Regions from separate parts of the Danio rerio genome. Here region 2 is linked to region 1. Evidence: chromatin contacts called from public Hi-C data. All regions are on one chromosome and are shown on one strand. The core of a region is the stretch at or near the end of the contact, and the rest is flanking DNA. Distances in the headings are between cores, read along the strand shown.

Region 1 (7,037 bases), core at 3,262-5,761:
TTTTCAGGTTGCACTATATATTTACAAATTCACCAGTAACTCTGTGAATTGCCATTTTACTGTGACTTTTACAATCTACCTCACCGGTGTCAAAAGTTTCAAATTGGATATTTGCCTAATAGGGCATTTAGTAATATACATAATAGGACATTTACCTTATTAACGTCAAATTATAGAATATAAAAAACCTTAAGAATGTTAAGTATTTTAAAGTATTCATGGCTATTTGCATTATTATATTATAATGAAATAAAGATTAATTGATTTCATGCTGTTATACACATAAGCATTAAATAATCCGTGGCTTAAAATGATCTCAAAATGTCAATATGTTGCTTATTGCAACAATTTTCGTTTCAATTCAATTCAATTCAGCTTTATTTGTATAGCGCTTTTGCAATGTAGATTGTGTCAAAGCAACTTCACATAAATGATCATAGTAACTGGAACAGTGTGGTTCAGGTTTTAGTGTTTAAGTTCAGTTCAGTTCAGTTTAGCTCAGTTCAGTGTGATTTAATCATTACTGAGAGTTCAAACACTGAAGAGCCAATTCATCGATGCGTAGCTCTACCAATCCTGAACCATGCGAGGCAGTGGCGACAGCGGAGAGGGAAAAAAAACTTCACCTGATGGGAGTGAAGAAAAAAAACCTTGAGGGAACCAGACTCAGTTGGGCACGAGCATTTTATTATATCACGACCATTTTCAATATATCGCACAACAAAAATTCCATATCATGACTAAGTCTACGTGTGATGTAATTTCGACTAAAAGATGTGGACGAAGGGGTGGGGGGGGGGGGGGGGGTAGAGTAGCTCCTCCCCTTTTAAAAAAAAGCACAGATACTAGAGCATTTGATTGGTCAGAAGAATTGAGTAGTTACATTTTGTGAAACATGCCTGTCAGCATCGGCGTCATCCGAAGGCTGCGCCGGACCAGAAGAATATAAACAAAGACTACAGAAAACACAAGACATGTCACTTGTCTTGTATCTTTTTAAATAGGAAAAAATGTAACGACCCAATGGGGAATAAGATTCTGCCTAATAGTACAGGAGCCAATCATCCATCGATATATGGTGAATAAAGCCCGCCTTCTAGTACAGAAGTCAATCATCGATCGATGTAGACTGACGATACGGCGGGGGGGAAGGGGGGAGGACCAGATGTTTGTTTCTGCAGATTTTGTAGAACGATTTCGCAGATGATTCCTAATATGAAATTTAAGCTTGGCAAGCAATTTTGGAGATTTTGATGTTTCCCCATTCAAACAGAATGGGTTGTTGTTAGATCGGATATGGTTGTGGCTGGAAGTTAACGAGAATTATTTATAGTATTTATTAAATTTCCCATTTATTGTATTTTATTAACGTCTACCCCCACCCCAAACATCACCAGTTATGTAAAAACAGTGGTTGTACCGAGTATTTTTTATGCTATCTATTAAATTACGAAATAAATTTTATTTTTTTACAGCCTACCCTCACCGCAACCCTAAACCCAACCGTCACAGTATTGTAAAAATATTGTTATACAGTGTCATTAAAAAAATGCTGCTATATTAATGTGCATATCGCACTTAAAGCCGGTCGCGTATCCAATCTAGACTTTACCAACAGAATGCCCAACATACTGCCAGAGAGGTGTTTCAAATATGGCCGCAGAGTGTAATGACTTGCCTTAAAAGACTTTGTTTTAAATCAGCCAAGTGTGTTGGAGCAGGGTTGAAATCAAACTGTGCAGGGATGCAGCCCTCATGGAACTGACTGTGATACCCCTGATTTAGGTGGAAGTGCCAAACTGCAAAGTTTGGATGTTTATATCTTCTAAACGTGAATTTTGGAGCACACTAGTTTATAGATATATTGTTAAAACATTTGAACAACAGTGTATCGGTCATGTGTGGAATCACCTTTAAAATAGTTTTCATGGTTTAAACTTCTTTCAGCTGGAAACAAAAAAAAAACTTTCAAGAGTAATCAAGCAGGCATCTAACATTACTGGATACCCACAGACTCAACTTGTAGATTTATACAATTCTACTGTAAAGAGCAAAGTAGTTTCTATTGTTTCTGATCCTTCTCATCCATTAAGTTGTTTTTTCTGGGTTCTTCCATCAGACTGTCGTTTTAGAACAGCACTGGCAAGAAAAATAACATATAGTAACTTTTTCGCTCCTACTGCGATTAATATTTTAAACAAGGACAAACAGGAATTTGTGTTTTAAGTCTGATATTTATTATTAAGTGCTATAGTGTCAACATAGGCTCATTCTGAAAACAGTGCTCTATATACGTTTTTGGAGATGCCGAATTATGTAGCCAGAACTATGTATGTCTGCATTTCATTTTTAAAATGAATGCTACGGGGTGGTATGATGCTGTTCCCTTTCGCACTTACCAGCTGATCGTCTACTTCCGTATGGATGGCTTTCCCACTGTTACCAGTTTGTCCAGTTATCTCGGCATGTACATCGATGGACTTGAGATGCAGAGAGCAGTTGACCAGGACAACGAGGTTTGAGTCTGGTGAAGAATGGTACCAGAAATCAGGGAAGAAGCCAAAAAATAAAATAAACAAGTAAATAACAGTGAGAATGTGGGAAAATATGAAAATGTGGTAAAAATCAGGCTTTTCTTTTTCTGGACTGCTTTAGAAAATTATTGGTTGGGTTTAGGGAATTCAGTGGGTGGGTCAATCAATACAATTGGTTGGGTTTAAGGAAGGAGGAGGGTAAGTCAGTCGATTGGTCAGTCAGTCATTCAATCAATCAGTCAGTCGACAGCGGCCTATAGTGGATATTCACAGGCGCGAATGGCACTCACAAGAAAAATTTAAGATCACAGCGGCCTCTAGTCGATTCGTAAAAACAAAAACTGCAAAAAAAGGTAGCTCCTGGAACGTATTTTCAGTCTCTAGAAATGTATATAGAGGTACATTTTCAGAATGACCCTGGGTTGTATATTGTGGTCCTGGTGTTTTGTGCATTTCTTGTATTGTTTATATATGATAATATGGATAATAAAGTTATTGGAATTGGAAGTCTAACATACTGATCTAAAAAACTTTGCAGGGACTTTAACTAAAATCTTTTTAAAATGTTCCACTGAAGAACTATCTTGGAATTTAAATTACCAGGAAATTTTCAATTTGGGTGAATGATTAATTTGATATATTGAATGTATCCTCATATTAGTTGGGAGAAGGAGGAACTGGACCTCATCTTGTCAAGTACTGTCCCATCTATTAAAAGGATAATTGATGCTGGAGAGATTCTGACTCAAAAGCACTTATGCAGTGACACTCGTCCTTAGGGAATACACATAATAACAAGTCATTTTCTTTAGGGCTTGATCCAGAGGGAGTTCGCTTTCCACATGAATTTAGACCCCAATCTGCATAGCATTAGGCCCAAAGTAAAGCTCTCCATAGACATAAAAATGATGTAATTAAATGTTAAAATAGGACTGCTCTTCAAACCATTTTAAGTTTAAGTTAGCAGCTAGTTAGCTGAATCATAAAAGGTGAATAGCACACAATAAAAGGTTCTTAAATCACCACTAAGAATAAGAAGCTGTAGATTACAGGTACTAATAATGTTTTAAATAATGATCACTTTCTTAGCCGAACGATCCCAATATATCATTAGGAGCTACTGGTATTACTTTTGTTTCACCTGTATATGTGTTTTTTTTTAAATACTAGTAGCCACTGACTTGTATTACATGATTCACCAAGAGCCCCAGTTTCAGCTAAAATCTGCTCTAATATTGTATGGAAGCAGAAAGAAAAAAATCAACAGCATCTTTTATGGTCTGAGCGGGATTTCAGACACAGCTAGGAACATACACTAAGGGGCATTTACATGACGTTGTTTGTAAAACTGCAGTGCAGTTTTTAAATACATTTTTTAAATAAATTTTTTTAAATACTTTTTAAATACATTTTGGTCATAAATATACAAGAAAATGGCATTTTAGTGCTATAAAATCCATTTTAAAACCTGTTTCAGGGTGCAGGTTTCTGTTTTTAGTATATCTGTGTCATGTGGATATACTCTAAGTGAGCAAAGAATACTCATTTGCATGCTTATTTGAATATGTTTTAGCCTTAGGATGTATACAGACAAGATCATGAGCTCTGAGTAACATCAGTGCTGAGCTTCTGACTTTCACGTAGATCATAAATATTTAATCTGGCTTTTTTTAGGTAATGAACCTTTTACAGTCCATGGTAATGACAGAAGGCAAATTACGCTTTAGCTGGTGAAAGTACAGGTTAGAGACTTGCGCTTGGTAATCACTTAATGTCAGAGGCTTCACAGCTGCTCTTTTGTGCTCTTTGCTCCAAACAAATCATGTAGACTAACTTCAGGGAGTTTATCTGTAAGTGAACTTGACCTCAAGCTTTTGTGCGCGAGGCAGACGTTTTTGGGGGGAGGGTCTACAATTAGTGTGTAGAAAGAGTGCAATTTAGCCCCACCTTCATTTTTTTTTGTGTATTCATGGTGGTCCACATACATTGCGGGGGGCCCAGCTGGTATCCAGCTGCAGTGTCAGATAAGCGCTTCCCTGTCCTGTCCTGTCCGGGACCATGATTGTGTTTGATTGCTGTCTGCTGAGTGGCTTTTTTCTGTAGAGATAGTGATTAAGCACAAATGACAACAGTATGTCTGTTTAGACATATGCATGCATAAATTACTTTCCAACAAACACACAACGTTGTCTCAACGTAGCGACCTTCCTACAACGCTGTACCAACCTTGTAAAAAGATTAAGGATCTACTTTGTTGCTGAAGGTTGTCACAATAATGTCATAATGTTGCCATTTAAATGGGCATTGCTTTAGGTTGTGCTTAGGCTGCATGGACGAGCACTGTACAACATTTACTCGTCAGTAAATCAGTTTAAATTTCACATTTTGGCATCTCATTCAACGATAGGAGACGCAAGTATTGCTTTATTTCTTTTTGCTAAATGAGATATCAGTGGTCATTTGTGTGGTCCTGTTGTGTTAAGCTCTGATCTTTTTTGACGTGTGGCTGCTGTGGATCCATATCTGAATTGGATTCTCTGTTGGATTTCTTTCTTTCTTTGACTGCATTCTCCATACCAACAACTACACCTGGTCTTCGGCTGCGCTACCCGATTTGTTATTCTTCAGAGCTTTGATGCCAAGTGTCTGCGTTTTAATTTGCTTTCTTGTTTACTTTTCTTGTTAGTTTACTTTACATTCTTAACTGACTTTTTAATTTAACCTACGCTTTAAGTTTAATTATTTAATTATTAATATAATCTAAACATTATTTTATACTGTTTGCTTATAATTAGATGTGTACTGCATGTATTTAATGTTGTGAAATATATAATAAAAAAGATTGATTATATACATTTGTGGGGCATTTTTACACTTCAAAGTTTGCACATGAAGTTGTTGTATTAAAAGAAAAAATGAATGAATTTAATATTAAGCAGTACTGGAAAGGTATTACTGCTTATCCTGTATTCAGGCAGTATTGTTAAACTGCCAGGAAACAAACATTAATACATGTAGTAAGAACGTCGTCTCACAGTTGCTGATTGTTACGACAACGTTGCTACAGCCTTCTCACATCTTTCATTTCTACGTTGTAACAATAGCGGCGATGTTGCCTTTAAAAAATGCAAGGTTGCACAGGCATTGCTACAACATCTAAGTATAAAATTTAGTATAAAAAAGGTATAAAATTTAGATTTTGTTTTTATGATATGATTTTTATTTGGCGACTGTTCACATGATTTTTAAATATCCATTACACACTGCTGCTAAACTAAACAGGCATTTATACTGTTGTCCTTTCATTTCATAATACATTTGGTTTGTTTGTCATCAAACGCTCATGTGTCTAAACGTCTAGCATTACATCCTAAACCGTCGTTTCTACATCTAAAACGTCTAGGCCTTTATCAACAAAGTTAATACATTGAGATAAATAACGTGCGTGAATTACCTGGCTTTGCTGTGTTCGACTCTGTTCCGCGGCATAACGTTTTTAAGTTACACAAGTTTTGTTAAAGCTTTCCAAATTTCACATACCTTAAGTAAACTTTTCATATATGAACCATTTACTCAGCACGTTTTGAGCGGAGATTGGATTTGGACTTTTTCTGAACAGCTCTGATTGGCTATTGCGTTCAAGAAATCAACAAAAAGACTATGATTGGGTATATTGCTCCAGTCACAAAAACGCTGTAATTAGCATAAGTTAGCATTTTCCTAACACTATTTTTTTTTCTTTTTGTTTTCTCTGGGGATTTTTTTTAACTAAACTTTATTTTGTTTTTAGCAAACAGGGTTAATAACAATGATAATAACAGAATTCCTCAACTTGGTTCAATTTATATAGCATGGTTAAGAACAATATAAAACAAAACAAAAAAGCACAAATTATATAGGTGAAGTCAGAATTATTAGCCCCCCCTTATATATTTCTCAAATGATGTTTAACAGAGCAAGGGAATTTTCACTGTATGTCTGATAATATTTTTTCTTCTGGAGAAAGTCTTATTTGTTTTATTTCGGCTAGAATAAAAGCAGTTATTAATCTTTTAAACACCATTTTAAGGTCAAAATTATGAGCCCCTATAAGCTTTCTTTTCAACAGTCTACAGAACAAACCATTTTATACAATAACTTGCCTATACACTATCCTGCCTGGTTAATTAACCTGGTTAAGCCTTTAAATGTCACTTTAAGCTGTATAGAAGTGTCTTGAAAAATATCTAGTCAAATATTATTTACTGTCACTATGGCAAAGATAAAATAAATAAGTTATTAGAAATGAATTATTAAAACTATTATGTGTTGAAAAAATATTCTCTTCGTTACACAGAAAGTGGGGAAAACATACAAGCATATAAATATATGATTATATATGTATACTGAAACCTGTAAGTATAAGTATAAAAGAGAAAAACTATTTACATAATGTCAGAGAAGTACTGAAAAATCTAATAAAAATCTATTCTAATAAAAATTATTGTAGAACAGATTAAATAC
Region 2 (6,457 bases), core at 751-3,250, 130 kb before region 1:
ATTTAAATTTGTACTAATTCTAGTGACTTGAAACCAATGCAATTAATAAAATGAGGAGAATAAACACTATATATTTCATTATATATATTTCTATTGTGAAATTATATTTATAATCTTTTATATTACAATTTGCATATTTATTTGTCAAAACATATAAATACCTTAAATTTTATTTTATGCATTTAAACTAGGGCTGCATATATCGTTTTAACACTGATACTGCAATGTGAGAGTCTACAATAGTCACAGTCACAATGTGGTTAATATTATAGTTGACCAGTTAACAGCATAGTGGTGTAATTTCATATTTTAACCTTTGAGTGAAAGTTTTTTTTACTTGCATGTGTTTTTAAGACCTGACTGTAAGAATTTAAAGCAAATTTAAGCCATTTGGGCACAAAAAACGTAATGTTTGTAGCTTAAAGATTAAGATTACTCAATTAAAATGAATCTTTTTAATATTATTATTATTATTATTATTATACGGTGAGTATTAAATTTCTGCTTTAGAATACATTTTGACTCCCAAGAAAATCATAATTTTCAAAATAACAAATGCATATTTCCTCTGTTGTACTCAACTTTGCTTGTTTGTTTATTTAAATGGTATTTCATGCAGATCAGCTCCCCTAGAGAATCATTCCAATCAATCAAAAATGATGCATTTTTTTACAAGTTATTCAAATCACAATGTACACTCACTGGCCACTTTATTGGGTACACCTGTTCAACTGCTTGTTAATGCAAATTTCTAATCAAATATCTAATTATCGCATGGCAGCAACAACATGAAAGCATTCTGCCTTGTATCATGCGGTTCAGGCTGGTGGTGGTGGTGTAATAGAGTGAGGGATCTTTTCTTGGCACACTTTGGGCCAATTAGTACCAATTGAACATTGTGTCAATGCCACAGCCTACCTGAGAATTGTTGCTGACCATGTCCAACCCTTTATGACCACAGTGTACCCATCTTTTGATGGCTACTTCCAGCAGAATAACGCAACGTCATAAAGCGCAAATCATCTCAGAATGGTTTCTTGAACATGACAATGAGTTCACTGTACTCAAATGGCCTCCACAATCACCAGTATTCAATCCAATAGAGCACCTTAGGGATGTGGTGGAATGGGGGACCTTGTTGAATCTATGCCACAAATGATTAAGGCAGTTCTGAAGGTAAAAGGGGGTCTAACCCGGTACTTGTAAGGTGTACCTAATAAAGTGGCCAGGGAGTGTATATCGCAGTGAATGAAAATATAGCAATGTCAGTTTTTTTTTCCAATATCATGAAGCCCTAATTTAAACCTTTGAAAACACATTCTTTGATCATAACTACAAGTAAAATACATTAAGTAAAAGCTTATGTCCTTTTCAAAACACTAAAAGAGATAACAATGAGTTTCAGCCACCTTTTATTTCTTTAGTATGTAAATGACATGAAAGTGCATTGACAATCATTCCCTAATATTTCCTTTTGTGTTTCCCCTAAACAAGTCATAAGGTTGAACCAACAGGAAGCTGACTAAATGATAATGCAAATTAAGTTTACACACAGTAAAACAATTTTAAAAAGGTTTTCACTCACTTCAATGTGTTTCTGCAGCTGTGATGCGTTTAAAGCGCTTCTGTTATTTCTGTACTGTCGAATGGCCAACAGCAGAGACTTCAAACAGGTCGATACATCCATCTTTACACGCAAGTACGGTCAATATCGGCCTTCAAAATAAATATTTAATAACAATGACACTTATTAGGGTAACTATCTAAATTGCTTCAAAGTAACTTAGAGTTGGTAACCATACAGTAGTAGGCTATGCTAGCTATAGTAACGTTAAAAGACGACGTTAGTGAGATAAAATAACGGATATGTCGTATTAACTCCCGTACAAAAGTATTAATGTGACTTATGTACTAAAAGTATATATCCTAGGTTTTATTAAAGGCAGTTTGAACTAAAAAAAGTTAAGTTTATTAAAAAAGGTTCCCCACTAGTTCATAACAACAGCAACTTCCTCCCGCGAGCACTTCGAATTCGCCGGAAGAGTTTATTACCAAGAAGAAGTGGGGAGATGTGGTCAACATTTACAAATGTTTATTTATTTCCCTGGTAAATATAGTGTTAAGCGTTTCATCAAGCAAAACATAACTTAATAAATAAATTAGTGGGATTATGTTCTTTAATTTATGTTAATTTGATTTAAAATGTTGTATACTTAGGAAAATAGAACCCCCTCATTTTAGAAGCATGGTTTGTAAACCAGCGTAATGCGACGCCCTCGTAGCCCTGACGTAAGCACGTCAACGTGGTATAAACAAGCTCGCTCTCGCGATAAATGCAGGCCCGTAGCCAGCCTGGTGAAAGGGGTGGTTGTTTTTTTCTCAAAAAGTGGACCTTTTGTGCAGTTATACGTCTCAGTTTCTAGTTAACTATGAGATTTAAATACTGCATTTTAGTGTTTTTTTTTTTGCTGGATTAATTAGTCAGACGTCATCACAACCACACTTTTTGATTTACTAAATATATTTCCTAAAAAATTGCAATAAAAAAATTAAGACTAATTTTTAAAATACAAATTTCGGACATCATATATCATTAGGAAAAAAAATAGGAATCTGTTAAAGTTTTAAAGTAAAATAAAATGTAGCCCACTATCATTTATTAGACAAAATAATAATTATAAAAATAAAACAATTATAATCAATTCTTCTGAATTTTCTAGTCTCTCTGGTAAAAAAAAAAAAAAAACAGTACATTTGAAAATTCCTGGATATCAACAACAGCCAAAATATTTCCAAATTAATTTAATATGGTCAACTTCTGGTGCTTCACACCTTTTTATTGCTCTTTTTTCAGAAATAAGATCCCAGATTTAGAATTAAAGTTACCTGTAAAATGTTTTCTCTGTTTAAAAACAAGTAGTGAACGAAGACCCTTACATCAGATTATAGTCCCACCAAAGTAACAGCCGACAGAGGACTCTGTCTGATCTCAATGGATTATTTTCATTACTTATGATGGCATAGCAGTCAAAATAGGACAAATGAGCTCATGTATGGGACAAATTCTGGACCTTTGCCAGTGAGGGGTCTTCCGAACCCCTTGGCTAAAAGCTTGAAGAGTTAGAACATGCTTTATGCTTATAGTAACCATGTTTTTAATAGAATCGTGGCTGTAAAAGTGCACCTACAAGGTGTTTCAGGCGCAGGTCAGATTTTCTCCAGGTCATAATTTAATTTATTTATATGAATTTTGTCTAAAAAATGATTAGACCTGTTCAGTTTTATCTGAAATGCATCCCAGATCACCTACTAAAGTGGTTTGAGCGATCGGAAATCTGATCAGAATAAAACGAATGAAGTGAGCAAACAGCCCTATAAATACAGACGTGACGGGAATATATATTGAATATAAATATATTATATTAATTGTATAATACACATATTATATAATATTAAATTACATAAAATAATTAAAAGGACAAATGCTGGACCTTTTGGCCGCGGGGGGTGGTTAGCAGCAAGTAACATGCTATAGGTTATGTGACCGCTAGATGGCGATCTTGGATAAGAAGAAGCTTACCACCACTAGGCGTTAGAGCGATGTGTCCTAGCCGGGCTCACTTTCTGTTCTAATGTCCCGCATCTGTCTTTAATTATATTCATCTGTCTCCATATTGTACGGCATCCCAGAATATTACACAGAACCAAAAATGTAAAAATATTCAATATATTTAATATGTTTTTGTCCACAGCCGACCGCAACTCGCCGTGACGGAAATTCCCGAGCCCGTGTGCTCCAATGAGATGTGCTCTTTTCAGCGCTCACCATGACAACAAGACTCACAGCAGAGACGTATTGTAAACATTTGCATCTGCATTCCTATAAAGCTCGTCGGTTCTCTCTCACGCCCTATTCACACGGGGCTTCAGCGTCAACGCTTGACTGAAGGCGTGTCTGAAGTTGGAGCTGAAACGATCGTCATAGAAGCGTCAGCCAATGAAATTCAGTCAGCAATAGGCCACTGTCTGAGCTGGTGTATTTGCATACAGCGATCTGATTGGCTGACGCTTCCGTCGGCGCTTGAAAAGTTGAGCTGGTCCCAACTTCTGCAGCGAGGAACGCTCCTGAAGCGGCGCCGACGGATCCACAATGCAGTTCGGCAACGCCTGACGTCACCCATTCAAAGTGAATGGGAAGCGTTGACGCTGACGCCCCGTGTGAATAGGGCGTCAGTGTTGTCAGTTCGCTCGGTGTTGCTGTTTGTACTTGACCAAGGTGAGTTCAATACCTGACGGGACGAGTGGAGCCACGCCAATCTCACGAAGTCCGCTTTGTGAAGCTTCACTCGGGCCGGTCTGTGCTGTAGTTCCTTGCAGTTTGCGTACATAAACGCAATATCGCGAAGAATATTATGTGTTTGTTGCTCGAAATGTGCCGCGGAGCAACGTCCAGTGAACACTGGCACGGACTGGTGCCCGGTTAGCTCGTGCACTCCCTGGGGTGAGGCGGCTTGTGAACCCTAGGCAGGGATCAATGCAATCCGTGAGGACCCTCAGGAAAACACGGGAGGCCGGTAGTGGGACCCTGCTGCGAGGATTATTGTGGGTGGGAGCAGCGAGGCCCATTCATCATCTATTTTAAACTATAGTTTCAAACTTTAGTTTACTATAGCTTAAAATAGAAACCATGGTAACTGTAATGATTTAACTGTATGTCTGGCTGTTGTAATGTTTTGCTTTGTTTTTTAGCAGAGTTGTTAAGCAAAGAAGGACTATTGAAAACAACTGTTGAAGACAACCACGGGTTATATTCATGAGCGCGCATTATAATGTTTCCGTGCTGTTTTCTGAAAGTTTATCCTGTTTAGATAAGTTTGCAGGTCAAACAAAATAAACTATGCTCTATCTAAACACCTGTCTCGTGTTTTTTTTTTTTTGTCCTCTACAGCAATACACTGTCATATAAGTCTGGTGAATGCATTTGTATGCAATATGGTTTGACAATAAAGTAGTCTAAAAAAAATAGTTGTTATAAATGTACCTTCATTAGTCAACATTTGGTGTAGGTAATAAAAAGTTAATCAAATATGTTTAAAGACATAGTGGTAATGTAATGGTTGTTACATAACTGTATTTATTATTATTCTGTATGTTTAAAACCATTAGATTATACTATATAATAAACATGTTGTGAACTTACTTTTATTCAAACAAACAGCAAATACATTTGCTTAATATAAAATGTCCTAAGACAAGAATGGGTTTTGTTTTGGTTTTATGTCAAACTACTGTAGGTTTTAGGTTGATACAGCAGTTATCTATATCATGATATTGGTAGTCAGAGTTATTTAAATGACCCAAATCAAGTAACTTTTCTTTTACTCAAGTACTTTTAGCATGCAAAAGTCAAATGTAATTATATAAAATACATTTTCCAACAATAAAATTTTGTCTTTTGCAAATGACCAGTGGGTGGTGAGAAAAAAAGTTAATGTCAAGTTATATATATATATATATAACTTCAACTTATATAAGAAGCTGAACAAGTTGTCAATATTTAGTCATAACTCACTTTTCTATACATTTCCATTAGACTTTTTTTCTAAATCTATAATTGGTAAATTGCTCCCAGGTCAATCTTGACTTTGTCTAGTGAAGGTGAGGTGCATCTGAAGGGAGATTGTCCCTTCACAATGTTCACATTTCTACTTTTATTGTTTTTTCTTTGTCCTATGTAGGGCTGTCTTTTTCTTTCTGTATCACAATGACATGATCTGGCAACAAATTACAGTACAAACAGCAAATAAATAAAAAAATAAATTAGCAACAGTTTACATCAGAACACCCCTCAAGAGTACACTTTTATACTGACAACATGACCAGGCCCACAAAGAAACTACGTGTGCAGAATTTCACAGATTCTTAGCCCATCATTGATTCTGTTTATTTACTTGTGTAAATGTTTGTAAATCAATATTTATTCAGTTTTTAAATTATTTACAATAATATTATTGACTAATGTGAAAATATTCATATGAGTTATTTACAATACAGTTTGTACAGTAATATTTTCTGTCTTTTAGTAGAGATTATATGAATATATGCTTTGTTTACCAAATAAAGAGGATATAATTGGATTTGCAATGTAAACATTAAATACAAGTTAAACTGTATTACTTTTTAATCAATATAATAAAGTTTTAGTTATGATACTCCTAAAATAATTCAGCATAAATCCGCAGATTTTTAACACAATTCTGTGCAGAAATAGCAAAAAATGTCCACAGATTCGGTCTGACCCTTAACATGATGGACTGTCTTTTCTTTCTTTTCTTTTACTTCTTGGTTAACTCTTGTGAATTGTTCAGATAGACTCCGCTTTTGCTATGTTTGTGGCTGTTTTTGCCCAATTGACTTCCATTATTATGACATTTTTTAGATTGCAAAGCCATGACAC

What was found. A called contact is a pair of places that touch in the nucleus more often than the background predicts.
Region 2: a Hi-C map of embryo shows a contact between it and region 1, with 1.7 times the contacts expected there. The contact joins the promoter of cip2a here to the enhancer-like site in region 1. A contact is called at or near these places in 3 of 18 Hi-C or Micro-C datasets (caudal fin and embryo).

What each region holds. Positions count from the first base shown.
Region 1 is chr24:29,049,310-29,056,346 of GRCz12tu, reverse strand. No RefSeq gene overlaps it. Among named protein-coding and RNA genes, the nearest start is that of amer2, 18 kb to the right of the region's middle. Within about 2 kb of position 4,511, at least 15 of the 62 cell types and tissues checked have an H3K27ac peak or open chromatin away from gene starts, as enhancers often do.
Region 2 is chr24:29,172,891-29,179,347 of GRCz12tu, reverse strand. It overlaps cip2a (cellular inhibitor of PP2A), which reads right to left and starts at 2,000. Exons shown (of 21, transcript NM_001114421.1): 1 at 1,586-2,000. The coding sequence starts at 1,687.